Regions from separate parts of the Danio rerio genome. Here region 2 is linked to region 1. Evidence: chromatin contacts called from public Hi-C data. All regions are on one chromosome and are shown on one strand. The core of a region is the stretch at or near the end of the contact, and the rest is flanking DNA. Distances in the headings are between cores, read along the strand shown.

What was found. Hi-C and Micro-C count contacts between places; a contact is called where the count stands out from the background.
Region 2: a Hi-C map of embryo shows a contact between it and region 1, with 2.2 times the contacts expected there. The contact joins two enhancer-like sites. A contact is called at or near these places in 4 of 18 Hi-C or Micro-C datasets (caudal fin, embryo, hematopoietic stem cells and 1 more).

Annotation. Positions count from the first base shown.
Region 1 is chr22:24,053,517-24,061,062 of GRCz12tu, forward strand. It overlaps uchl5 (ubiquitin carboxyl-terminal hydrolase L5), which reads left to right. Exons shown (of 11, transcript NM_213084.1): 10 at 1,025-1,123; 11 at 1,429-1,795. The coding sequence ends at 1,473. Among named protein-coding and RNA genes, the nearest start is that of rgs2, 13 kb to the right of the region's middle. Within about 2 kb of position 1,300, at least 4 of the 62 cell types and tissues checked have an H3K27ac peak or open chromatin away from gene starts, as enhancers often do. A contact at or near this core is called in caudal fin, where this site is marked.
Region 2 is chr22:24,188,618-24,195,701 of GRCz12tu, forward strand. It overlaps LOC137488936 (a long non-coding RNA gene), which reads right to left and starts at 848. Exons shown (of 2, transcript XR_011008235.2): 1 at 670-848. Within about 2 kb of position 4,609, at least 4 of the 62 cell types and tissues checked have an H3K27ac peak or open chromatin away from gene starts, as enhancers often do. A contact at or near this core is called in caudal fin, where this site is marked.

The sequences.
Region 1 (7,546 bases), core at 50-2,549:
TGTCAGGTTTCCACTTATTTTGTGCTTGAATGTTAAAATAGTCCTCCTATAAATTGTCAGTCACTGAAATGGCCCCCCACCAATTTAAGTTTGAGACCCTTGCTTTATAAGGAGCTAATAGCTTTTGAAGATTTATATTATTATACATGTTATTATTATTATTAGTAGTAGTAGTAGTGGTAGTAGAAGTAGCATTATTATTATTACTAGTATTATTAGTAGTAGTAGTAGCAGCAGCAGCAATAGCAATATGTTAACATATATTATTATTTTCCTCTATTGTAATTTAAGTATATGTAACTACATTTTTGTTTGTTGGTATTAGTATTATTGTTATTACTATTATTGTCATTGCTCCTTTAAGATCTATTTTAATGTCTAAATTCTGTTGCAGTACTAATATTTTGAGTTGAGCTTTTGATTTTAACTTAAGTTATTTTTATGTGCATTTGTTGTATTTGTTAATTTTTTGTGCTTGATTTATTGTTTTTAGCTTATTTAAGTATTAACATGATATTTCTCATTTTTATTTATTTTATTTATTCATTGTTAATTGGTTTATTATTGTTTTTAGCTTGCCATTTGAAAAGCAAATCAATAAATTTTTAAAATAATAAATAATATAAAATAATTCAAAATATTAATTATTTGCATTATAAAATATGAAATAAAGAATATATTGTTATTAGTACTAATAGCAGTTGTAGTAGTACATTAGTTATAATGAGTACTAAGAAATGCTTGGTGTGCAATATATTCAATCAATATTTTTTTCAATAGTTCATTTATACTAATATTTAATTTTCAAATCAATTTTATTGTTACCATAAACAGTTTATAATACTAACAACAATACTTTTACTAATTTGAAAAGTTAAACACAGTATCATATAAAATATTAGATTTTCTCTAGTCATCATATAAATTATCCAATATTATCACTGTTATTAATAGTATTAGTTGTTGTCGTAGTACAGAAAATACTAAATACAAATATTTATGTATTTATTTATTTTTTTTAAAGGTTGAGAACATCAGAAGGAAGCACAACTACCTACCCTTTATTATGGAGCTCCTGAAGACTTTGGCTGAATATCAGCAGCTGATCCCACTGGTGGAAAAGGTAAATAATCAGATAAGTGTGCAGGATTTTCTCACACCACTAGAGGGCGGTGCTGTTGCTTTTTTATTCTATATATATATATTTTTTTTACTACTCCAGCCTTTGAGCTTGCAGTGTTTACTCATTTGTTAATTCCATTGCATTGAAAGCTTGTGTAACCTCAAAATGTAACAGCATGTTTGCATCCATTCACACAGCGCAACGCCTTTTTCATGACAATGTAGTATTCAAATTCCCAGTTCTAGGAATTGTATATTTAGTCTAGAAAGATGAATAAAAAAAGTCTTTGTCCTTTTATTTTACAGGCAAAGGAAAAACAAAGTGCCAAGAAAATACAGGAAGCAAAGTAAAGCCACATCGTTAGAGCCGGTTTAATTTTATGCCACGGATTCGCTTGGTGTTTTACATCCCATAAAAGGAGCAGCAGGAAGTGAAGTTGAGCCTTGTCATTTCCTTCATGTCTGTGTATGCATGCGAAGAGATGTTAAAATAATGTCGTATTTTCATATAAACCTCATTTGTTCAGTAATAGTGTTTCATGTTTTCTTTAATTTCCTATTCGCACGAGTCTTACTGTAAAATACTGTACATTAAAGCACTGATCTATTATTATTGTTTGATAATGAGCAGAATTAGAATGGTTATAATTAAATGATATACCTGTCAAAAGCCTTTTGGATTATATGATGTGTCATTAAGCAGCATTAATAACACATGGAAAACCTCTGTGTCTGTTAAGCAGCTGTTTTTAAGGAACTGAGTTGCTTTAAATGGCAGTTTCATGTTTCTCTTGTTTGTAAATAGAGCTGATTTTTTTCGTCTTGGTGTTTCTGGAATGTTTAATTCAGGAGTGTGACGCAGACTTGCATGGGCAGACAGGCTGCGGTCAAGCTTGACACAAACCTAGTAATCATGAAACTGCCTTTATTTCCATGTGCTGTTCTGTTCCTCGAATATTTTACTGCCTAAACATTGTTTTCTCAGAGAATTGTCTGTGATGCAAAAACTGGTTTTTGAGGTGTAAATATTTGGACATTTAAAGATAGAAACATATACATGCGTTTTGTTTTTCTATTAACAGTAATGGGTGCAAATGTCCAGCTTTACACATGTGTATCCAAGTTGACTGACAAAATTGTTTCATTATAAAAGTAGACACAAGTCACACTGAGGGGGAAAATTGACATTAATCAGAAACAACTTGGAGCTTCTTACTCAGACACTGTAGCGCCACCTATTGGTCAAAATCGGTGTGTTCCAAAAATTGTGCGCTAGTGATGCGCAGATCAGCTGAAATGACACCCGAATCCGCGGCTTCATACTAATCATCCACCCGCCCACACATATAGTTTTATCTGATATATATCTCCGCACCTGATCGTCACTTTAATAATTTAATTCTTTGTTTTAGGCATGATGATTGGCCACCATGGACATTAAGAGATGTGCAGATTAGCTCACTGAATCTGCTGTTAAAGTAAAATAATACTTTAATCGTAAACGGAAACAACGGAACTAGACAACAAAAAGGGTGCCACTTCAGCCTAAATGGCAGCTATGTTATGTTTACTTGGCCTTTTTCTTCGCACTGTGCAAAAACAGAATAACATCTACTGTGCCTGGATTCGGGCGATTCCGCCTTGCCTCCCAAACGCGGCTAGCTGCACTGAATGAGCCTTCGCTCGCACCCCGTGTTGTAGGAATGAACAACATTCTGCTCGCATTGCACTGCAGTCGAGAAAATAAGCAATCTTGTTTGTTCCAGAACGATAGCAGATTTTCCTCTGATGACTCCTCTACCTGAAACTTTGAACAGTAGGCTACTCTTGCACTTCATCCATTATTATTGGGCGTCTCATATCTTCCCGTTCTGCAAAGTCCACTCTCTGCTTTTTCGCTGGTCGACTGCCTTGTCCCGCTACATCCACCCGTAACCGACTCACAATTAATCATAATGTATTTTTTTATTACCCGACCCACCCCCACGAATTATCCGCAGCGCCTGTCGATATAACCGCCATCCGTGCATCACTAGTGTGCACACATAGACTCTTCAGCCCCCTATGATCTTTTGCGCTGGAAACTTGAAAGGACTCCTCCCTATGCCCTAATCCTCTCAAAGCTGTCACTCTGCAGAGTAAACCCTTAGAGGAAATTAGGGCATTGGGATGAGCCATTAAGAAAGGAATGGAGTGTCTTTAGTACAAAATCATCTACTCTGTGGCAGTGCCACTGTGTAGTCAAACATTATATAGGATATTTAGCAAAACCCCAATCACTTTAGCATTTGTTATAGTTTTCTTGTAATTCTAATTATGGCATAATCAGCCAAACATACTGTTCATCATTTAGGTTTTGTTTAATTACCCGCTTTAACAACATGGACTTAATTCAGGCCAAGACGGCAAGAAAAAATCTATTCAAGTTATGTAAAATGGTTATCATTTTAATATTAACATCAGCGGTTTTGCATCTGAGCATTGGTGTAAATCACCGAATTACAAATAATCAGATTACTGTAATTGAGTAGTTTTCTCAGAAGTTGTCATTTACTGTCATTTTAAAAATTACTTCTTTTACTTTCTCTTGATTTTAGTGCTGTATCTATACATTTACTCCACTACTTTTCTTCAACCTGCAGTCCCTACTTTATTTTTTCTTTTTTATGGGGATTAGAAAACGTCAAACCTAAAATATCAACGTCTAAATATGTAAAAGTGACGTTGTGTGGACATTACCACTATGATGACTATCAGACGTTGGATTTTGGTTGCCATACCTGACGAATAAATGTTAGTATTTCATGTCAATATGATGTTGGTTTAAGATGTTGGCCTGACGTTGGATTTTGGTCACTTTCCAACACAACTTAAAATCAACCTAATATCAACCTTGTTTGACGTCATTATTTTACATCATAATAACATTATCCTTAGATGCTGGCTAGACATTGAATTTTGGTCACCTGATATCACAACCTAAATCTAACCTAAATTTTTCAGTTAGATTATGTAACTTCTTATACTGATCTCACTTGTGGCCTCCCTTAAGGCTCAGTCTTAAAACTTTTAGTCTTTAAAGCAGTCTTTAAAACAAAATTGTTGAGTGAAATATAAAATCATTTATAAAAAAAATTTCAGTACTCTTTCCATGACTGCAAATGTGTAAAACATAAATGCAAATTTAGTGTCCCACCTAAATGAGCTGAATTAGAAACCTAGCATATTGTTATTATTATTTTGTAATTTGATGCAAATATCATAAACCACAAAATATAGCTTAATGTTTATATATATTTTTTGGGAACACCAGAAATTTAATTTACATCATAAAGGTCATAACATATCCCCTATAAATGAAACGTCAACTTTCTCAGCCTTGGATTTTTGCCTGACTCGTGCTAGCTGTCCTAAAGATGAAGTGATGGAAACTCAAGTAAGTGTTGTTCAGATGAACTGAATGTAGTTTAAACAGTTTCAGTGTTAAAGCAGACGTTTAAATCACTGGTCTTTGGCAATGGCTTTGTGTTTTTCATCAGTCGTTTACTCGGCGGTGTTTCTATTTTAGCCGAACTGTTTATTTACATTCTTTCAAACTCTACAGACCAGAAGTGACCTTAAAAGAGGGCCTGTAGTACATGATAACCGTGTCACGGCGCAGTTTATAGTTTATCCTTTTCAGGAAAGAGAACATACTATCATCGTGTTGTTACCGTCACACTATTGCTATAATGTAAAATATGCAGAGTTGCATTAGCTTTGTGACGCACGCATGCTTATAAAAGTGTACAGCGCGATCCGGTTAGTCTCGATCATGTGAAAAATGTAACTTGCCAAAAACTGTGTTAATGTGCCCTGCTAAAAAATCCAGCTTAAACCAGCTTAGGCTGGTTGGCTGGTTTTAGCTGGTCGACCAGGCTGGTTTTAGAGGGGTTTTGGCCACTTCCAGGCTGGTTTCCAGCCATTTCCAGCCTGGTCTTAGCTGGTCAGGCTGGAAAATGACCAGCTAAATCCAGCTAAAACCAGCTTGACCAGCCTGGTTTAAGCTGGTCATAGCTGGTTTTGACTGGGCTCCCAGCCTGCTAGGCTGGTCAAGCTGGTTTTAGCTGGTCATCTCCCAGCCTAACCAGCTAAGACCAGGCTGGAAATGGCTGGAAACCAGCCTGGAAGTGGCCAAAACCCCTCTAAAACCAGCCTGGTTGACCAGCTAAAACCAGCCAACCAGCCTAGGCTGGTTTAAGCTGGATTTTTCAGCAGGGTGTGCATTTGCCTACAAATGTGTGTGCATGTTTTCGGTTCAGTTCATGAAATATTCCAGGTATTTGTTACTATTACATAAGATGAGGGAATAACTGCAAAGTTATTAAAACGTTATTAAAAAGTTATTAAAAAGAGTTAAAGAAAACGAATGCTTTAAATATGCTTTTGGATAGTTATGTCACTCTGAAAAAAATGTATATTTACATAAAGTTCAATGAAGTGCATTAGGCGGTTAGCAGTATTTACTCTACTTACATAATGCACTTATTAGTATATTATTATTATTATTATTATTAAACCTCACAAAGTATTTTTCAACAAATGTTTAACAAAAGGCATAGTCAAAGTTATGTATTTGTTTACATTTTAAACTTTTAAATGTAAACACTCACCGGTCACTTTATTAGGTACACCGCACTTTTATACCAGGTTAGACCCTCATTTGCTTTCAGAACTGCCTTAATTTTTCATTGCATAGATTCAACAAGTTACTGGAAAATTCCTCATAGATTTTAGTCCATATTGACCTGATACCATTATGCCGTTGCTGCAGATTTGTTGGCTGCACATCCATGATGTGAATCTCCCGTTCCGCCACATCCCAAAGCTGCTCTATTGGATTGATGTCTGGTGACTGTGGAGGCCATTTGAGGACAGTGACTGCATTGTCATGTTCAAGAAACCAGTCTGAGATGATTCACACTTTATAACATGGCGCGTTATCCTGCTGGAAGTAGCCATTAGAAGATGGGTACACTGTGGGTTTAAAGCGATGGACATCGCCAGCAACAATACTTAAGTAGGCTGTGGCGCTGACACAGTGCGCAATTGGTACTAATTGGCCCAGCTTGAACCAGTCTGGCCATTCCCCTCTGACCTCTGGCATCAACAAGGCATTTGCGCTCACAGAACTGCCACTCACTGGATATTTTCTCTTTTTCTAGCCATTCTCTATAAACCCTAGAGATGGTTGTGCGTGAAAATCCCAGTAGATTAGCAGTTTCTGAAATACTGCTGCCAGCATGTCTGGCACTAACCATGCCACGTTCAAAGTCACTTAAATGACCTTTCTTGCCCATTCTGATGCTCTGTTTGAACTGCAGCAGATCGTCTTGTACATTCCTAATTAAACTGAGTTGCTGCCATGTGATTGGCTGATTAGAAATTAGTGTTAATGAGCAGTTGGATAGGTGTACCTAATAAAGTGGCCAGTAAGTATATCCTTAAGCTGCGGTCACACTAGAGTTTGAGCATGTGAAATTCTGTAGTATGGAACTGCGAAAAGGGGCGGGATTAAACAAGATGATTAGACGTTTAAAAAGGCAAGCGATTGGTCCATATTTAAAATTTCTGTCATGTTTTGATCCTTGATTGGTGTCACACAGTCAAGTGATGTGATTTCGCAGGTCAAAGTTTACCAAGCTTGAAATTTCCAATGCAGTGAGTTGCGAAACCTGCCACATGATCTTGCGTTTTCGATCTAACGCATTCGCGTGCATATGAATGGAAGTCTATGGGGAGAAAGGTCTAGTGTGATACCACAGCTTTATGCTATCATGCTGAATTTGTATATAGGAGTAAATATTTTGACAATAAAAATAATTACAAATTTATTTTGGGGAAATTAGCTAATAAAATATCAAACCAAGGGTCAAACCAATCTGCAAGCAATTGCGGTCGAAAAAATTAGAAAAATTTTTCTTCTGTGATTCATTAGTTTTCTTTTATCTTTTAAAGGTGCAGTTGGTGATCTTCCACAATGCTAACAGCTTAGCATAAATCTCTGAATCACAGTCCCTCCCCTGCCGTCTAGAGCCAAGCTTCCTTAAACACGAGCATGGCAAAAGAACCCTCTCTCATGTTTTAAAAGTCACTAGTGGTTGTCCGGCGGCGCGCAAGCCAAACTGACATTCTATTTCAGAGTGAATATTAGAGCTGCATAGTAAACAATATAGGGAGAGACTAGGCGGATTAGCGGTATTTACTTGTGTTTTGTTATTAAAGTAATTAAAATCTACATTATCAATGCTGTAAAAGATCCCTTATGAAATAGTCTTATCAATCTTTCATCGGAAGATTTTAGTGGCTGAACAACACTTCTCTGAAGATATAACCCGTTTGTAACAACAGCATCTAACGTTACATTAGCTTTGCGTGAAGCTAA
Region 2 (7,084 bases), core at 3,359-5,858, 140 kb after region 1:
CTATTATTGAATTCCATACCTACCTGTTTCTACTGTGGAAGTCAGTGGTTAGTGAATGTTTTTAGATTTATTAAAAATATATTTAACAGTGTTCAACAGAATAAAGAAACTTACAAAGATTTGAAGCCACTTGAGGGTGAGTAAATAGTGAGCAGCTATTTTGTTGTTGTTGTTGTTGGGTGAACTATCCCTATAATTCAAAGTCCTAAGTTGGTCTATCTATTAATTTTAATACCGGTTCGATTTTATTTTTGCAAGTTATTTATTTATTTATTTATTTTAAATTTCACTTTTCCCCCCAATCTAATTAGAAAGCACTGTCTAACTTAGAAAATAATACTATTTGACATGCATTTATTGGCTTTGACAACCCATTTTGTTTAGTGACAGCCACAAAAATTGAATATGAAGATCAACTTGCTTTTATATGAACGTTACACTAAACTTGACGCGCCATTTTAAAAACGCAACGCACAGATAACCGACGTCAGACAAGTTTAATAATGAAAAACATGAAATGATTAAAAAAAACACCTCACCTGTGAACTTTTAGACAGAGAATATTAAACCGTAAGGGTTTATGTCGTGTTTATTATCACACTCGAACACGTCACTCAAACGGGCTGTCAGTTACCTAAAGGGCTCCCCTCAGCAATGACAATTGCTTACCTGAGAAACGCTGCAACGGTCAAAACCCCCGTCTCGTATCGAAAATTGGAGATGCACACACCTAATACTTAACACTTACAGCCTCCAGACAGCTTTACACCGTACACCTCAACACCTTCTCTTCCGAGAGCGTAAACTGAAGCGTTTAGGTGTGTCGGCGCGCAGGTGTGAGTGCAGCTCTTCAGGCTTTGCTTTAATTCTCGTCGTTTACCCTTTTCGGGCCGATGAGCCTGCGGCACATCTTCAGGAAAAACCGGTACAGGTGGTCACATGAGGGTGTGGTGAGTCAGTGATAATTAAACTCAAACAGGTTGGATATGCGTGTAAAAACTTATTCTGGTGAATAAAAACGACTACCACCGGGCTACCTGAAAATAAGTTCGCTGTGCTGGTTAAGTTGTTTTGGTTTTTCCAAAGAAGGAAACGCGAGTGCTGAAACCCGAAGCTCGAGACGCGAACTCGAGTCAGGCTTACAGCTGAAGCGTGTGTTTTTGGGGCATTTTTAGAGACTTTAATATGCAAATACTGTATATCTATAAGGGAGTCGTTTAGGTTCACATATCAGAATTATTTAATTTTATTTGTTGTCCTCTTGTAGGCCTATAGTGAAGCATAGTTCATTCCAAGCTTAAAGCTAAAGTTGTTTATTTAATGTTAAAATGCCCTCTACCTTTTATCATAATATGCAGAGATTACTATACACTCAAAAAAATGAAGTGTTTTTCATTTATTTAAACAATAGCAAATGTACAATTTAAACATGACATCCAAATGATACAAATGTAAATAACATAAAATATAAATTACATAAAATAAATTAAAAGACAGCTTCAAGATAGAAACCTTTACATGATAACATGAATTAACCTACTCAAATGACAGCAAGTTTAATTAATTTTAGCTTCTTTGCAACTGTATCTTGACATGTCTTGCTATTAATATAGTGGAGTGAGTATATATATAAATAAAAACCTACAATAGAAACCTTTAAACAAGGTTTAGAGTTATTGAATCTACGTTTATGAATATGAAGTTTACCAAATAAAATCAAAAGATTTATTATAAATTCCACAGATAAATTGTTTAAGTCAAAATAAAATATAACATCTTTGGGGGTCAAATCACATCTAAAACCAGATTCTTTTTTTTTTTTTTTGGACACAACGATAGGTCTTCCCAAAACTTTTTTAAATGCTGACAGTCATAAAAAAAATGAACAACGACTCTGGATGATCTAAACAGAATGAGCAATTTCCATCAGTCTGCATGAATTATATAATGTATAATTGCTAACATAAATGATGTGAAGTATTTTTAAATGTAGTTGCCTATGTTTATTATGCAGAAATGAAAAGGAAGCAAACAAGCTTTTTCCCCACACAATATCAAAACAGACATTCAAAAAAAACTTTCAGGCTTTAAGGCTCTGTTTAAAAAAAAAATAATAACAATCTAATAACTTTGTACATTTTTTACTACAAAGTTCTACCCCATAGTACAGGATCAGTTCTATGAGAACTATATGAGGACATATGATTTATCATTAGCATTAGTAAACCAGAAGGAATGACTTTTGTTACAGAGTTATGCTCTTTAAATTTAAAAGGGAATGACCATCTTTCCATAAAATTTTTGTAAGAAAGTAAATCAGCCCAAGTGGTCCTCACTGCAGAGCTACTTGCTAATTGGTTCAAAATATTAGATAAGAAATAAATATTTTTATCTGTCCAATCTTGCACATAGAGAGATTGCTTTATATGGAGAGAACTTGTGCACATAGAACAGCTTTTGCACATTAAGTTGTTCAAACTACTTGTTTAAATCGATCTCTGTCAGGTGACGTCACCCATGTGAACGCTGGGTTGTATTATGGAACATAGCCGCCATTTGTGGGATACCCGCGTTAACATTAGCTGTTATGTGGTTTTAGGGCTTTCGCATTGTAAATACAGTGTTACGTTAAATTCACAACGTTACGTTAAATCACACAAACAAAAAGGTTAAAAATTATAAGGATGACAGATAATAAAAAAAATTCCACTTGGACAGAATGTAACTGAAACTACACAACAGCTAATACAACACAATTCCTAAGTTTTTTTTGGGGGGGGGACAGCTTGATTGTTTCATGTTCAATCCACTTAAATTTGTAAAAACTAATAAGTTAACTTCATTTTTTCATGTTGCCCGAACACAAATTGATTATGTGGAACCCAGCATCTTTTACAGTGTAGCTACAGGTATATATGTTATAATAGGGCCAGACAGAATCTGCTGATTTTTTTCAGCTGTTTTTGCACAGAATTTTGTAAAAAAATAAAATAAAATAAATCTTTGGATTTATGCGGAATAATTGATTTTGGGAGGATCCTAACTAAACATAGTACATTAAATAAAAATTTGGTCTGAGCGATTAATCGAATAGCAATCGTGATTTGAAACATTGCAATTAGCTAATCACAAGAGGCTGCAATATGAAATTTATATGTATTATATAATTTCTGCCACCCAGAGCAAATGTGTGACTGCCGTTTGTGTGTGACAGTCTTACTAGCCAATTAAGTGGACTCACTTTTGTTTTGATCAATCAGAATTGTGCAGCCGAACTATACGGAATGCCCACAATTAAAACAGACAGGAAGTCGCAGACAACTAGACTGATGGCGTCTGCTGCTTCAGAAGCATTAACAGACAAATTCATATCAAAGAAAAAACAGCATTAGTAATATGGGAATATTTTTGTTTTAAAGTTACAGACACCTAATAAAAACAGGTAATTTGTAAGAGCTGTCGCAGAATTGTTGCAACATTATGAGGAAATACAAAAACCAGCACCTTAAAAGCATCACAGGCATCATGTGATAACTAACGCTATAACTGCTATATTGCTCTTGTAGAAAAAGTAGTGCTGAAGCCTGACTACAAAATTAAATCGCAAATTAAATCGAAACTGAAATATCTGTCAAAAAAATTGCAATTAGATATTTTCTCCAATTCGTATTTAATATTTACAGTGCAAATCTAATTAGATCCACTTATACATTGTTAAACAAAGCAAGTCTCTCATAAATAGATCTCCAAAAAGACAGAAAATATTCGTTTATAAAGTGTTTTGTAAATAAATCATTTCAACATTTTCCTGTTAGTCAATAATATTACTGACTAATTTAAAAACTGAATAAAATTAAATTTACACATATTTACACATAACAAAATAAATAAATTCAATGATGGGCTAAAAATCTGCGGATTTCTGAGCACGCAGATTCCATGTGGGCCTAGTTATAAGCAATTTGTTGTTGAACTTTCTTAAAAAGTCAAATCTGTGGCTCTCATTCTGTGCAGCGAGTATAGTATATCAGAAGTAGTATATTTGATGTGTTTGTTTGTCATTTGAGAGTTAATTTCTCAAAAAAAAAATGTTTTATGTCCTATTCAAGTCATGCTCAAGAGCCAGTATTATCCAATATTGCTTGATGACTAATATGAAGATAAATCTAAGTGAGCCAGTTTTTTTTTTTTTTTTTTTTTTTTTTGAGCAATTTATTAGAAAAATGTAAAATGAGTGTTGTTCATGCTCTGGAGTTGCCAACCTAGGTTTTATTTTAAGTATTGCTATGTTAAAGGGCCACTTAAAAACACTTAAAACTGCAGTGTGTATTATTTATTTATTTATTTATTTATTTATTTATTTATTTATAGTTTAACATGTATTGCAACTGCCTGATTGACCATTGGTGCATATTTTATAGTAAGTTATAATTAAAAGGTTAATATGCAGAATATATATCTGTAGAGTCTGATCTGTGGAGTCTAATTAAATAATGTATATGTTGTAGTTTTCTTGTTTTTTGTTTTGACCATAATGTGCAGTGAATATATGTGAGCACATTGCAGGCAAGCTTTCCATAAAAGTCATATGTGGTTAACATGAGTCATACTTAAAGTAAAAACGTGTGTGTGTGTGTGTGTCTGTGTGCGTGTTTTAACTTTTAAATGCATTCAAATGCCTAATATGCATTTATCTCTACAAATGAGCAATTTGGTGTGTCAAACTTGCTTTGCAAAAACTATGGTGCAACTGCATTCCCAGTTGCAGCTAAAAGTTTGTAATTTCTGACATTTGTAGGTCGTTTCAGTCTGATTTGTGTAATTAAGTGCAAGTATGTTAGAACTTCTCCCTCATAATCGCTCCACACATGAATGGGGTAAGTCTGTGTGTATGGTTTAAAAAGAGTGAAAGCCACATACAGTACATTCCCATAGTAATGTGTCGTTGGGCCTGAGGCTTTCTCTGCAGGAATGACATCTGACAGGTTTGAGAGCGGCTGTCCTGGGGCGCAAATACCCAGAGTTTGACTTGAACATCTAATTGATGTTTGAGGATTATGCTGGTTATGTTTTATAATATTAGTAGTAGCTATTAAAAATTAGTAAAAAAAATATTACGATTGATAAGTTGGTCTTTGATTACAGTACTGTTGAGTACTTTAATATTGAAAAGTCAGAAAACTTAGTATGTTATAATATAGTGTTTAAGGTATAAGTAAAATGTTGGATTTAAATGTACAGTGCATCTGAATAGTGTTCATAGCGCTTCACTTTTTCCACATTTGTTTATGTTACAGCCTTATTCCAAAATGGATTAAATTGATTTATTTCCTCAATTCTACACACAATATCCCATAATGACATTGTGAAAAAAGAGTTTCTGTTGCAAATGTATTAAACATAAAAAACCTGAAAAATCACATGTACAGAATTATTCACAGCATTTGCCCAATACTTTGTTGATGCACCTTTGGCAGCATTTACAGCCTCAAGTCTTTTTGAATTTGATGCCACAAGCTTGTCATTGGGACTTTTTGCCCAGTCCTCTTTGCAGTACCTCTCAAGCTCTATCAGGTTGGATGGGAATTGACGGTGTACAGCCATTTTCAGATCTCTCCAGATTTCGATAGAATTTAGGTTTGGGCTCTGGCTGGGCCACTCAAGGACATTCGCCAAGTTGTTGTGAAGCCACTCCATTGAAATTTTGGTGGTGCTTTGAGTCATTGTCCTTGTGCCTCGAGACAATCCTGTCTCAGAGTTATACAGACAATTCCTTTGTCTTCATGCTTGATTTGTGCATTGACATGCACTGTCAACCCTGGGCCCTTATAGACAGGTGTATGCCTTTTCAAATCATGTCCAATCAACTGAATTTACCTCAGGTGAACTCGTTAAGCTGCTGAAACATCTCAAACATGATCAGTGCAAACAGAGTGTACCTGAGCTCAATTTAGAGCTTCACAGCAAAGGCTGTGAATACTCATGTACATGTGATTTTTCAGTTTTTTTTTTAATTTTTAATGAATTTGCAACAATTTAAAAAAATCTTTTTTTCACATGGTCATTATTGGGTCTTGTATGTAGAATGTTGAGGAAATAAATGAATTAAATCCATTTTGCAATAAGATTGTAACATAAAGAAATGTGGAAAAAGTGAAACACTATGAATACCTTTCAGATGCACTGCATTCTCTTTCAGTGTGTGTGTGTGTGTGTGTGTTTGTGTTTTTCGTTTGTGTTTACATTAGAATGAGAAAAAAAATCATATTCATTTTTTCGAGGTGGACAATAAATTGCTGGCCATACAAATGCTATTTTTAATGTTATCGTTATTGATCCGGTAACAAAATTAGGCTGATAAAGCCGATAAATTGTGTACATGGGGGAACCAAATTTTTTATTGATTTATTTTTTGTATCTCTGTTTGCTCAAATAATAAAAGAAAAACTTCACTATAGTGTTTTCATGACTTTGAAAAAAGTGTGACTGGAAGAGAGAACACGTCTAATTTACTGTCCTGCTCATACTGACAGTGCATTAGAAACACCTTGCATAAGCGGTAATTCATTCGGGGCTTTTTTGTTTTTTATAATTGGATGCAATTATGACATATAGCTTTATAAATGTACAAACATTTGTTTTGTTTTTAATTAAAATATTTAAAACTTTTAGGATATTAAGATGCTAATTATGACAGTTAAGCACATTATAACCATCTTGTGAAAATTGTATTAATGTTTAGTTATTAATAGTAGATTATTTATTAAATTCAGAGATCAGTTCAAACTTTTCTGAAGTTAATGTTTTAAAATAAAATCTTTTGTGTTTGCCTTTTGTTTTTGCAATCATTCAGAAATAAGTAGAAATACTGATTTTTACCAGCTTGCGTATTAGCTATTGGCAAATTCATAAATTCATATCGGTGCAACCCTAAATTTTTTAGGGTTGACACAGAATACTTAAACTAAAATATAATTCAGTGTTACAGTATATAATACCAAACAAATAAGGCATTGGTCAAACTTAGAACAAAAATCATTTGATGAAAATGTTCACAGTGGAGCACCAAAATACTAATTTATTG